Linked DNA regions of Rattus norvegicus: regions 2 and 3 are each linked to region 1. Evidence: chromatin contacts called from public Hi-C and HiChIP or PLAC-seq data. All regions are on one chromosome and are shown on one strand. Each heading gives the region's core, a stretch centred on a gene start, on an enhancer-like site or on the middle of the called end of the contact. The rest is flanking DNA. Distances are from core to core; before and after follow the strand shown.

What was found. A called contact is a pair of places that touch in the nucleus more often than the background predicts. HiChIP or PLAC-seq counts read pairs in DNA pulled down with a chosen protein or histone mark.
Region 2: a contact with region 1 is called in a Hi-C map of Schwann cells, with 17 times the contacts expected there. The contact joins two enhancer-like sites. A contact is called at or near these places in 11 of 12 Hi-C or Micro-C datasets (the A7r5 cell line, Schwann cells, frontal cortex and 6 more) and 1 of 1 datasets of contacts at active chromatin or transcription factors (oligodendrocytes).
Region 3: an H3K27ac HiChIP or PLAC-seq map of oligodendrocytes shows a contact between it and region 1, with 6 times the contacts expected there. The contact joins two enhancer-like sites. A contact is called at or near these places in 1 of 12 Hi-C or Micro-C datasets (liver) and 1 of 1 datasets of contacts at active chromatin or transcription factors (oligodendrocytes).

Annotation. Positions count from the first base shown.
Region 1 is chr7:19,677,502-19,681,994 of GRCr8, reverse strand. It overlaps Syn3 (synapsin III), which reads right to left. Exons shown (of 14, transcript NM_017109.2): 11 at 1,522-1,656; 12 at 843-930. Among named protein-coding and RNA genes, the nearest start is that of Fbxo7, 45 kb to the left of the region's middle. Within about 2 kb of position 1,789, at least 49 of the 93 cell types and tissues checked have an H3K27ac peak or open chromatin away from gene starts, as enhancers often do. A contact at or near this core is called in the A7r5 cell line and Schwann cells, where this site is marked.
Region 2 is chr7:19,286,599-19,291,091 of GRCr8, reverse strand. All of the region lies in intron 2 of Syn3 (synapsin III), which reads right to left. Among named protein-coding and RNA genes, the nearest start is that of Syn3, 25 kb to the right of the region's middle. Within about 2 kb of position 2,186, at least 44 of the 93 cell types and tissues checked have an H3K27ac peak or open chromatin away from gene starts, as enhancers often do. A contact at or near this core is called in the A7r5 cell line and Schwann cells, where this site is marked.
Region 3 is chr7:19,376,055-19,380,547 of GRCr8, reverse strand. The region is part of intron 4 of Syn3 (synapsin III); the gene reads right to left. Among named protein-coding and RNA genes, the nearest start is that of Timp3, 81 kb to the left of the region's middle. Within about 2 kb of position 2,562, at least 16 of the 93 cell types and tissues checked have an H3K27ac peak or open chromatin away from gene starts, as enhancers often do.

The DNA of each region.
Region 1 (4,493 bases), core at 540-3,039:
CAGGAGGACAGCATCCCTCCTGGGGTCCTCATCATGCAGACGGAGGGAGTATATATAAATAGTAAGGATAAAGCATTAGGAATGGATTGTCTATACCAGCAGTTCTCATGGATCATAGCCCCTTGCGGGGGGGGGGGAGCAACCTTTTCACAGGGATCGCTCAAGACCATCAGAAAACTCAGATCATAATTTCATGGTTGAGAGTTAACACAACAGGAGGAACTGTATTAAAGGGTTGCTGCATCTGGAAGGTTGAGAGCCACTGGGCTAGACTGTCTCCAGCAACCCACTGTTATTGATTTAATTAGTTAGCTGCTCTGTGTATGTGTGTACACGTGGAGGTCAGAGGACACTGAGTGTCTTCCTCTCTTGCTTCCTACCTTACTCCCTCTAGACCAGTGGCTCTCGACCTTCCTGATGCTGCCACCCCTTAATCTAGTTCCTCAGGGTTCGGTGACCACCCAACCACAAAATTCTTTTTGTTGCTACTTTATAGCCGTAATTTTGCTACTATTATGATTCATAATGTATGTGTCTGATATGCAGGATATCTGACATGCAACCCCAGAGGGGTTGAGAACCACTGCTTTGGACAGCATCTCTTATTGAGCTAAACTAACTGGTCAGCCAGTTCCCAGGAACTGCCTGTCCCTCCCTTCCCCCAGTGTTGTAAATACAGACATGTTTGGCTATGTCCAGCTTGTTACTTGTGTGATGGGGATTTGAACTCATGTTGTCATGCTCGCACAGAATGTGTTCTTATCACTGAGACACCTCACAGTCCTCTGCACTGCATTTCAGTTTCATTGATACAGTGTTTCTCAGTGGCTGCCCCATCTTACCTTGTGGAGGTGGCCTTGGCTGGGGCTGTCCGAGCAGAGGTCCTAGCTGGCCTTGCCCTGGAGATTTTGCAGATTTAGTCTGTGGACCCTAGAGTAAGAGAAGAGGAAGGAAGCCCCTGGCTACAGTAATTCTGGTAGGAGGCAAAGCCTTAGATACATCTTTATTTTAAAAATCACTGATGTAAAGTACACAATGCATGATTCTTCAGTGTACCTCCTGATAGGTTTTTAGGATAGCCACGGAAGATGCTGCAAATGCCTCCTGGCTCCTAGAAGCCCCTTGAGTTCAACTACTATTCCTGTGTGTATGAAGAGATGGGTTTCTGTGGGATAAGTAGGGGTTGGTGTTGGGGGAAAGATTTGAAACTTGCTTTCCCAGAAGGCTGACGATTGCTGGGTCGGGGGATGGGAAGCCTGAGACACAATAGTTTCTATTGTCCTGTGCACTGGGAACATAGGGCATCTGTGTGCCTGGATTCTTTCACACATCTCCATTCAGATCCAACATGGAGACAGAGAGATGAACATTGCCATCAATCAATCCAAAGATGATGGGACAGGAGTTTTCTTTCTAGGAGAGATGAGCAAGAAAGGGTCCCTGCAAGGCCCTTGCCAGCCTCTGTCCCCACCCCCTTCTCCTATAGGATGCCTGCCTGGGGTTATCTCAAGAAAACCTTACCCAAGGTCTCAGGGGGGAGGGCACCGAGGCCCCTGGCACCAGGAGTTGGCTCATCTTGGAAACAACAAGGTCAGCCATTAACTGCTTGTCCTCCTCCACATGTTCTCCAATCAGTGGCATTGAACTGTCCATGACCTGGTGTGGGGGAGGAGAGGAGGTTGAAGAACCCTGAAGTTGGCTTTTTATTTCTGGAGTGTTGACACTGCGCTCAAGGCAGAATGACCACTAGATGGCAATGTTCTCCATGCAACGCACCCAGCTGGGCACTTCCTGCTGTCTGGGCTCCCAGCAGACACGCAGTTCTCTCTAGTTCCTTGTGAAGGGCTCCCTGGATTCAGTTCCACTCAGCCTCCACACCCTGGAGTCCAGCAACGTGACCAGGGCTGGGGAGCACGTGTTGACCTTCTCTGTACTCTGGGGCGTCAGTCTCTGCCCCCTCATTTCCCACCCTCTCGTTTCCCACTCCACTGTCCTCCCAGAGCTGGGGCTGGCCCTCTCTCTTCTGGCCCAAGGTTAAAGATGTCCTCAGAGCTGGGAACTGGTGGGGGCTCAATTAGAACAACAACTAACAATTTGACACAGGCTGGAAGTGACCCAGGGTTAACAGAGAAGACAAAAGAGGAAAAACATTGTTCTGGGGGCTCCCAGCTGGACACAGACCTAAAATGAAACTCTCCTTGGGAACCAGGCTGTCCTTAAGGAAGAAGGGGCTGCATTTTGGGAAGTCACGTTGGCCCAGTCTACTTTTGTAGTAGATGGGGAAACTGAGGCGCAGAGGTGTGAGTCAGTGTGCCAGGTGATCACGAGGTACAGGCAGCTGATGGTCTTAAGGGGACATAAAGTCTTGGTGGACTTGGGACAGAGCTGTGTTTGTCACCTCTTTCCTCTACCGTTGGAATTCAGCCTTCCCCTGTCTGTCACCTGATTCACCCTGCCAAACCCTGGCCCTTCGCCCAGCTCTGGGGTAATCGGATATTCTTACTTCCAGACCCTGTACCTAGCTCTCTCTGCCCACTCCTCACCTGGCTAACTCCTCACTCAACACGAAACATCTAGTCCACCCTTCCTCCAGAAACCCTTCAGGACCACACCCGTTCCTAGGAGCCCCTCTGTGACCATGTCTTTGCTGAGCTCACTCAACTGACCCACTGGAGAGCTTAGTCCCAGAATTATCATAAAGTCAGAGTGGCCAGTGTCCTGGGGGAACTATGGGTGGGGGGAGGTCCTTGCAGTAAACTCTGTTTACCATGGGAAGGCCTTGACAGTACAGGGTCACTGAGCGCTGGTGCGATACGGGACACTATTCTAAGACCCAGGTATCGATGATGCCAGTGCTGTCACTTTGCAGGGCTGGGAATGTGACGACAGTGCTCACCTCGCATACCTGGGGCCTTGGCTTCCACCCCCAGCACCTATGATTCCAGCATTCAGGAGGCAGAGGCAAGGGCAACAAAAGTTCAAGGTCTTCCTACATATTGAATTTGAGGGTAGCCTGGGCTACACGGGGACCTATCTTAGAATGAGCCTTCAAGGCAGGTTCTACGATTACATGGTTTCCTCGTCAGGGCTGAGGAAACGGATGGAGAGTTCTATAGCTGCAGGGGCCTCCTAACCAAGCACCAGGCAGATGAGGCGGCCAGGGTTCCAGGCCTATGTTCTGCTATGGACTTGCTTAGGGGAAGTCTCTTGTCTTTTCTGGGTCTATTTTTGGTCGACCAAACTAAGGGTTCAGGCAGCTGCTAAGGCCCACTTGGCTGTGACTTTCAGGGGACCGTGAGTCACGCACCTGGAGTGCCTGAAAATTAAACTGGAGTGTGGGTATGGGTCCCAGAAAGGCTGTACACTGTCCCCAAATGGAGCTCTCTGGGGTCCCAGGCAGTCTCCAGCGGCAGTTACAAGAGTCTGTCCCCAGTGCTCCTGGGCTCCCAGCACCCTGCCAGTCTCTCCTCCAATCTTACCCATTGCCTTCTGCCCTGGATTGTTCCCCGCATTCTCTGTGGTGGAAAATGGCCGCTACAAGGAGCCTGAGGTCAAGTACTGGAATCTCCACGGTGGACACAGACAAAGGAAGTGGATATTCACTCTCCCCAGGGAAACATTTTTTCCCAGTGAGCAAGGTCATCCCCTGGGCCAGGTCAGAGAGGACGAGGTCCAGGGTGTTTCCCCTGAGCATCCTCACCAAATGTGTCACAAGCGCTGGGAGACAGTATTTTTGGATCTCTGTTTCCTTTTCCCCCTTACTGGGAAAAATACACTTCACATTCCCAGGAACAAGCTCCCTCTGTTCCTGACCCCACCCCAAAGTCCAAAGGAAAACAATTCTCTAATGTTTCTGAGGGAAAAAAACAAAAAAACAAATCTGAAAGCCATCTCTTTTTTTTTTTGTTTGTTTGTTTGTTTGTCTGAGGCTTTCTGGAACTTTTTTGAAAAAGTTGTTTTCTTGTGTTTAGAAGACCCAAACTGGCTTTTTTATTTGTTTGTTTTTAAATGTGAAGCATCTTCCATTCTTCCCTCCTTGAGTGTCCAGAGCTGGGGCATATGAGCATGGATGGCTTTTTGTGAAAGTGGAGAGATCTCAGTGACCAGAGCTCACAGGTATAGGTGTGTGTGTATGTATGTGTGCCTGTGTGTGTGTGTGCATGTGCCTGTGTGTGTATGTGTGTGTGCATGTGCCTGTGTGTGTATGTGTGTGTGTATGTGTGTGCATATGTGTGTGTGTGCGTGTGTGTGCATGTGTGTGTGCATGTGCCTGTGTGTGTGTATGTGTGTGTGCATGTGTGTGTGTGTGTGCATGTGCCTGTGTGTGTGTGTATGTGTGTGCGCATGTGCCTGTATGTTTGTGTGTGTGCATATGTGTGTGTGTGTGCATGTGTGTGCGCATGTGCGTGTGCATGTGCCTGTGAGTGTGCATGTGTGTGTGTGCATGTGCCTGTGCATGTGCATGTGTGTGTGTATGTGTGTGCGCATGTGCC
Region 2 (4,493 bases), core at 937-3,436, 390 kb after region 1:
GCATCTCTTACTGGATCCCAGAGTTTGAGGATTCTGCTAGCCCAGCCAGCCAGCTGGGATCCTCTTCCCACCTCCCTGAGTCCCGGAATGTAGCAGGGGCAGCATGGTCACTCATTCACCAGAGTCCCCAGGGTTTAACTCTGGTTCTCACACTTGTGCAGCAAGTGCTTTACCCAGCAAGCCAGGCCCATAGACCCAGGAAGCCTCTGCATGATTCAACCTGCAGCGCTGGACCATCTGCTCTGTGCAGAACCTTCAGGCTCCAAGGAGCCAACCAGGAAGACCACACAGGGCTCACTCCCTCCCAGGAGGCAGTGACACACAGATATGTGATAACCATCCGTGCAGCAGCATAGAGATCCAGCTTGGTCCAAAAGAAGCCCTCTGACCACAGGGAAGTGTTTCTTCCCACCTGTGCTTGTTCCCATCCACAAGTCCCCATACTGACTGCTGTGTTTCCACAGGCAGCCTCTGATTAAGCCAGTTTTTTGCATGGTAGTTAACTTCTGAGAGACCTTCAGAAAACCCAGCAGAAGAGTGGACAGGAATCCCCATCCCTTTTCTGCCATGGCAGATGATTCCCTCCTGCCAGGGAGCACATCAGAGGCTTCTACAGACCTTGGGGAGAGAGACATTAGGTAATGAGGCTGGCATCTGCCCAGAGACATGCCTTTCCAGGGGCCATGTTGTAACCAATGGGGTAAAGTCTGGGGACACAGCTTTGAAATCTCTATTGCCTAAGCAGAAGCAGGTCTCTAAGGGGTTCTAGAAAGAAGGTCACTGGGAGGGCCTGGGCTAGAAAGCCAGGCTGTGGAGGGTGAGGCAACACTTGCAACTAGGCTGTGGAATTCCTCAGAGAAGAACGAGGCAAGGGCATGATTCAGGTAAGACAAAGGCAAGAGGAGAAGAGCAAACGCTTGAGTTTGGAGCCTTCTCTAAGGGTTTCTAGAATAAGATCGTTGGGGCCTGAGCCCTTCATGACTTTCACAAATGAGTAGCCAAACCAAATTTGGGATCTTCTACACCATGGGAAACTCACCCTTTTCCCACCACCACTTGATCTCCGCCAGCTAACTGTACTCATACTGAGCCGCACGTGTGCCTGGCCTGCTCTGTTCATCAAGTTGAACTTCATCTCCATTTTCCATTGCTCCGTCAGTGGTCTTGTTTCTATTCACTGAAATCATGTAGTAAGCCCTCTGTTTTGATAGCTTCAAAGGTTGGTTTTCCATCACGATCAAAAAGCAGGTTCCTGGCTCCATTCTAGCCATTCAGAGTCCACTGTGGTAGGTGACAGTTTCTCTTGGCTTGCCTTGGATCCATTGAATGCTTGTCTAGTAGTGGTCCTTCCATTCGTATTGGTTCATGTCCTGACAGAACCAAGCCTCCCTCCTGTAGACAACATTGGTAGGTCTGTCAGAGAGTCTTCTCAAGAGAGAAGGAGTAGATGAAGCCAGGCTTAATATTGACCAAGAATTTGTTTTTTAAGTTGCAAAGGCAAATGAGGGTTGAGGTATGCATGTATGCTGTATGCAGATCTCTGGAAGGGTCTCACAGGTTGACGTTTCCTAGAATTCCAATCATTACCCATTCTTTTCCTAGTAAAACCTCATTTTACTTATGTTGGCCAAAGGTCCTTCTTTCCATGAGAAAGAACTTGACCTTATGCAACAAGTTCCGGGTGGTAGCTGGAAATAATCACTCTAAAAGGAACGCTCGTCAAGAGACATGGTCTTCACACATCACATGGTGGTATATCTAAGGAAACAGGTGCTCTGGGATGGAGGGTGCCCTTTACATTTGAGATCTCACGGCTCAGTCAAGCTCTTTAGAGAGACAGCAGAAAGGAAGAGATTTAGGGGGAAATTTTATCCACATTCGCTTCTGTTCAAAGACATTTTCCTTGTATCTTCTAGCTAGGTTCCAAGGGTGAAGCTTTCCCCCAAGATTCCACACGAGCAGGGTGGCGGCAACAATCTTTCTGTTTCCCCTTCCTCTGTCTCTACTCACAGAGGCTGGGTAGGAAGCTGCAGAGACACTGGCCCTTGGATTGGACAGCATGAAGACCTCACGAAGAAGGGTCAGCACTTGAAAAATTCTTCAAGTCAAAGGGCTAGGGGCTTGGGTGCCACACAAGGCCTTCACTGTGTGTGCACGCATTGTCTCCCTGATAAAAGGGGCCGGGCCTGGGAAAACTGAGCCGTCTCTAGGCAACAGAACTGGTTGATGGGGAATGTCCACGCCCCTCCCCTCTCCCTGGACACTAGGGCAGGGAGAAATACAGAGAAAGAAGGCAGAGGTATAGGACCAGTACTGAAGCCCTGCAGGTGGGGTCAGGTGGAATGTTTGAGTTAATAAATAAAGCAAATAAGAGGTGACACCCCTTTAATGAGACCCCCATCTTCAGTTCACTAGAAGCCCCTTACAGTCCTCCGCATACAACAGTTGGCTGATGCAATAGAGGGCTTTATGGTGCCAATGGGCATGAGTTGTTCCCCAGAGCCGGGGATCTACAGCAGAGCTGTGCGTCTATGCTTTAACCTTCTCCGTTTACTCTAGGCTCAGCTGATTGAGTTGGAGCTCTCTCTGTGACTCAGGAATGACTGCCAGTCTGCCAGGGCCTAGACACCCTTCCTCCAGGGCTTCTGGAAGCTGGCCCTGCAGCACAACCAGCTTAACTGAGAAGCATGCCAAGCAGCTTCCTTCCCCCTGGCTCCCAGGGCTATTATAGTCACAAGCAATTAGTAACTGCAATTAATAACAATTACCGTCCCAGGGCCTATTATGTCAGGGTGAGCCATGTACCCACTTCACCCGGGCCATTATCTTTACCCTGTAGCAAAGCTAGTCTGTAGTCCTGCCTGACAGAGGAGGAATGGGAGACTGGGAGGTTAGACTTGACTAAGGTCTCATAACTGAAAGGGAGGGTAGGGAGCTAGGAGTCTGGTTGGAGACAGTCCTCTGGGCTTATCTCTCTCCCTCGCTACTGCTGGTGATGTCAGAGAAAGCTGTGTTCTGAGGATGGGGCCCAGCAGGAGACCTAATTTGACTCCCCAAACAGAAAGCAAGGTGCTTCAGAGGCTAGCCTCTCGCTGTTTCACATTTACCTTCTTCCCTGAAGGGGGAAAATACTGGACACCCCTTGAAATTCCAATTTCCGATAAACATACGTTTAGTAATAAGTCAGTCTCATGCTTCACTGTATTTCCTTAGCACCTTCACTAAGTACTCACTTGATAACCTGTGTTTTTATTTCCTCACCCTGACGATCCTACTTTGATGGTAATCTTTATTGTCAGTGCGATGGCTTGCAGAATCACCAATGGAAACATACCTTTGGGTGGCACCATCCCCTGGGCTGGATTCTCAGATGGTCTACAATGGAGAAAGCCAGCTAAGCACCAGCATTCATCGCACCCTGCTTCCAGATGCTGACACAATGTACCTGCCTCCCACACCTCCTGCCATCCTTTCCCCCCACGATGGACGACTGCACCTTTAAAGTCTGAGCCCAGATAAACCCTTCCTCTCATAAGTTGCTTCGGATCAGGTATCTGGTCACATCTGACCACATCCTTTCCCCTGCCCCTACCTGCTGGTGGCAAAGATGGAGAAGAACATCCTGGTTACTGTGGACCAATTAGGCCCACTGCAAGCCCCCAGAGAGACGCTCCAAGGTGTCTTGTTGTCCAAGCACCCAGAAGTAGTCTGACTCCTCAGTAGAAGACTGGAACCTTTCTGTTACCCTCTTTCTGCAAGGAGCCTTGGGAATACCAAGAAAGTAACAGGGAACACCCAAGTGTCTTCTGAGAGAGCCCTCCCAAGGCACCTTCCTACAGAAGAAGCGGAAGCTCTTTGGTGTCTGTCTCTTCACTAATGAAATACCCGTCTCACTGACCTTCAGTTGTGCTAGGCACTGTACTCAAAACGCTAGCTGTTAAACAGGGGAGAAACAGCCCCAAGGCGGAACTAATGTTGGAAGCACGAGGTGGAGAAATTGCATGTGCTAAAAAATTCACGTGAAAGAGATGAGACAGGAACTCTTACTAGGGGCTTCATCATCCCCCTGCCCCAGCACCAAGGCCATTGAGGTGGAGACAGAGCTAGGACAATCACTTGCTTTACAAATACACAGGCTCACAAGCAAACTGGCCAAGACACAGAGTTGGCGAGAGTAAAGTGTGGGCCTTGATTCTGAGCTGCCACCTACCAGACTGGAATTCTCTAGAACTTAATCCTCTTCTCTGCTTACTTCTCATAGACATACGCATCTGACGTATGTTATGATCCCAGAAGTGACAACTGTAATAAAAAAAGCAGGTAAAAGGAATGGGAAAGTCCCTGCCCGAGCTCCCTTGGTACTTTAAAAAGAGGAAGGGTATTCTCTGTGTGCACAAGAACAATTTTTACAAAACATTCCCTTTGCAGGTCTGAGATCATGAGTGTCTGGATGCATCATGCAAGGACTCCCTTTCCTCCCGGCACCTTTCCAG
Region 3 (4,493 bases), core at 1,313-3,812, 300 kb after region 1:
TATTCCCAGGCTTTCGTTTCCTTCCATTGGTAACTCCCTTGCACTGGTACTTATTCGCTGTTATCTGTGCATCTGTCCATGCAGCAGGTGCCTGTGGCTGGAGCCCAGGCTCTATTTATGAAGATGCCTGAGGCTTAAGAGAGTATCGCAGTACAGTAGGAGCCGAAATATAGTAGGTGCTCAGTAAATATTCAACGACCAAAAGATAGCATTTTTGTCAAGACTGAACCAAAGGAGGATAAGTAGGTGCGGTGAATAATACTGATTGTCAGATTGACAGGATCTAGAATTATCTATGAGACAAGCCTGTGAGCATGGCTGTGTGGATTTCCAGGTTAGAACTATAGGTGGTTATCTAAGGCCAACCTTATGGGCTGAGGTCCAGGTTTGCATGGAAAAGAGAGAGAAAGCTGAGAACCAACATGCATCCCTCTCTGCTTCCTGACATGGGCACAACGCCAACAGCCTACCCAGGTTCCTGCCTCCACACCTTTCCTACCAAGGTAGACTGTATCTTCAAACTTTGTATCAAAGTAAACCTTTTCTTTATTAACTTGCTTTTGTCAGGTATTTTGTTACAGTAACTATTTTGTTAAAAGTAACTAATATGGTAGACTCTATTGATAGTCAGAATGATGGAGAGAGAGAGAGAGAGAGATAGGGAGAGAGAGGGAGAGAGAGAGAGAGTAAGAGAGAGAGAGAGAGAGAGAGAGAGTAAGAGAGAGAGAGAGTGTGTGTGTGTGTAGAACAAAGGCATTTGGACAGTCAAAAAAAATCTACAGGGTCCAGGGATGTAGCTTGCTTGAGTTTGATACCCAATACTTAAAAAGGGAAAACAAGAGGTAGGAGGAGAGAGGGGAAGGGAACCCAGGACACTGCCCAGACTTCATCCTCACCTATGTGAGCACACATAGACAGTCACATTCTCTGAGTTCCTCTCCTGTGAAATAAAGAGTAACTTGTCCCCTCAGAAAGGCCCGGCCACTCTTGGCCAGCATCTTGTGCTAATGCCTAGCTCACAGCAGAACCCCTCCCCCCCATCCTTGCACTTGTGATCTCTAAGGACAAAGTGAATAGACACTTGACACTGACTGAAGGCCTTCTGTGTACCAGGCTCCACTCTGAATGATGAGGCTACAGGGATCTGAGGTAGTGCATAAGCAGAAGCAGGATGAAGGCCTAAGGCAGAATTTACAAGGCACTGTGCTAAGACTGAGAAACACTGTTATGGGAGCATGTATGGGCAGGAAGGGGCTGGGCTTGATTGACATGAAGACCCCCGTACAGGCCCCTTCACGGCTTCAACCATACGAGTATGTATTGGGAAAATGATTTTTCCCTTTCTGAGTGCCAGCAGTTACTGGAGCCATCTGGGCTCCCATTTTCCAGTTGTTGGCATCTGCTGTGGGAGTGTGCTCATTTCTGTTAGTAAACAGTATGTGGGCATCACGACAAGAGACCTAGTGGCCTGGTTTAAAGACACTCCTAGAGAAGTTGGAGGACATAGAGAAAATAGGGATTTGACGTTTAGAACAGCTAGTGATGGTCCTGCTTTACGGAGCAGAAACATGACAGGTCCTGGTTTGATCACGGTCAGCTTCATAGTTTAAGCAACGAGCCCTCCGTGTGGCAATGCTTTCCCAGTCCAGAGACACAATGATTGACCTTCTGTCCCTGTGTCTGGGAGATATTCAGAAGTGCTGGGGACTGTGGTGAGCTGCAGAGGCTGTACCCTGATGAGGAGACATTCCTGTGACGTCTATTGGGTTAGGTCAGTGAAGGTGTTGTGCCCCAATGTCTGCTCAGTAAAACTGGAGTAACAATTTTATTTCTCTCATAACGTTGTCTTGATGGTTAACTTAGTAGGTATGCAAATGGAAACTGCTACCCCTGGAGGGTGACCTGCATCGTAACCTTCCGAAACATCCATCTATCTATATTAAGAACTGAGTACACTGAGAAAAAAGGTTGACTTTTTGTCTGTTTTGATTTTTTAGACGTTAGGAAGTGCATTTAGGGTCTTGTGTGCGCAAGTGTTCCACCATTGAGCTATGCTGCCAGGGCTATTTTTACTTTGTATTTTGAAATATGGGCTCCCTAATTTTCCCCAGCTGGCCTTGAACTCTGAGTTGTCTTGCTGCAGCTTCCTGAGAAGCTGGGATTAGAGGGCTGTGCCACCGGGCTCAATTTAGCAATCAGGTTCTGGCAATGTTTCTGAGGCCTTTCCCTTCTCCTTCAGAGTGGTACTGCATCCTGGGTTAGGGATGGCTTCGAGATGACTCGAAGCCGGCAGGCACAAGCCACAGGCCCATGTCGCAGTGGTGTTCTCCATGACTGCCCGATGTAGCCCTCAATCTGCTCCTGGTTACCATTCAGCCTCTAGGCTGCAAAGAATGTGCCTTTACAGCGGGCAGCCTTCCAGCGACCCGAGAAGGGAGCCTCATCCTTTCAGGACGTCTCAACTACAGATAAAATCCTTCCTGTGTCCCAGCTCACAGCTGGCAGGGGCCATTGCCAGTGACTAATGGCGATGGGTGAGTTGTCAGAAAGATGTGTGTGTGAACGGAGCACCAGCGAGCCAAGGCGAGGCTCGCATTCAGGAGGCTGGTGGGAAGCCGCGCAGCAGCACAATGGTTTGTTGTGCACCTACTATGTCCCTGGATCTGTGCCAAGCATTCAGGAGACGGCAGCAAAGTCAACAACAGTTTCCCTAAACCTGTGTTTACTGTCTCAGGGCTCTGTGACAGTAATGATTTCTCTTGATCTTTGGCTCAAGCTAGGGCATACCCAGATCACATTACCTTTATTAAAGAATGGACAATAAAAGAAATGTGTTTAAAGCTCAATGCATGACAGTGTCTAGGTACTTATTGCGAATTCTTTCCCTTCGGGTCTGGTATCCAACTCGACTACACTTCCCAGTATGCCTCAGGGCGGGTGGCCATGTGACTATATTCTGGCCAACTGGATGAATAGAATGCTTTGAGTTTCTTCACATAAACTGAGCTTCCATGAATCCCCTTGGACAGGGGAATGGGAGAAGAGGCTGCCAGAGCCTTGCTGGCTAGGCAGCCATGCTAGCCTCGTGGTTGTGTAAGGTTCAGTAAGAGACTTTGTTTTTGTTCGTTTTTCTATCTATGCTCGTTCAAAGAAGTAGGAAAAATCCCTTTATGCAAGCAATATCTCAGAAAAGCAATGGGACTATCTTTACACTCCATGGTCAGCCTTGGACTCACCCACGGTGAGGGGAACTTAGATGGGCCGGTCTTGTATGGGATGAATTCACTAACTCCCCCTCCCCCAGTCCCGTGCTGCATTTCATGGACCAGGTTGAGAGAACCAGAAAGTCTTCTAGGCCTGTTCTGAGTCTAGAGGAATCCCAGTGGCCAGTTGTTGCCCCTCCTGGAGCATCCAGCTGCTAGCTGCTTAGAGGAGGGTCAGGAACTAATGGCCTCACAGTTTCTTTTTTTTTATTTTATTTTATTTATTTATTTATTTTTTTATTAACTTGAGTATTTCTTTTTTTTTCATACTTTCTTTTTTTTTATTTATTTTTTTATTAACTTGAGTATTTCTTATATACATTTCAAGTGTTATTCCCTTTCCCGGTTTCCGGGCAAAATCCCCCTCCCCCCTCCCCTTCCTTATGGGTGTTCCCCTCCCAACCCTCCCCCCATTGCCGCCCTCCCCCATACTCTAGTTCACTGGGGGTTCAGTCTTAGCAGGACCCAGGGCTTCCCCTTCCACTGGTGCTCTTACTAGGATATTCATTGCTACCTATGGGGTCAGAGTCCAGGGTCAGTCCATATATAGTCTTTAGGTAGTGGCTTAGTCCCTGGAAGCTCTGGTTGCTTGACATTGTTGTACTTTTGGGGTCTCGGGCCCCTTCAAGCTCTTCCAGTTCTTTCTCTGATTCCTTCAACGGGGGACCTATTCTCAGCTCAGTGGTTTGCTGCTGGCATTCGCCTCTGTATTTGCTGTATTCTGGCTGTGTCTCTCAGGAGCGATCTACATCCGGCTCCTGTCGGTCTGCACTTCTTTGCTTCATCCATCTTGTCCAATTGGGTGGCTGTATATGTATGGGCCACCTGTGGGGCAGGCTCTGAATGGGTGTTCCTTCAGTCTCTGTTTTAATCTTTGCCTCTCCCTTCCCAGCCAAGGGTATTCTTTTTCCTCATTTAAAGAAGGAGTGAAGCATTCACATTTTGATCATCCGTCTTGAGTTTCGTTTGTTCTAGGGATCTAGGGTAATTCAAGCATTTGGGCTAATAGCCACTTATCAATGAGTGCATACCATGTATGTCTTTCTGTGATTGGGTTAGCTCACTCAGGATGATATTTTCCAGTTCCAACCATTTGCCTACGAATTTCATAGACTCGTTGTTTTTGATAGCTGAGTAATATTCCATTGTGTAGATGTACCACATTTTCTGTATCCATTCCTCTGTTGAAGGGCATCTCGGTTCTTTCCATTTTCTGGCTATTATAAATAA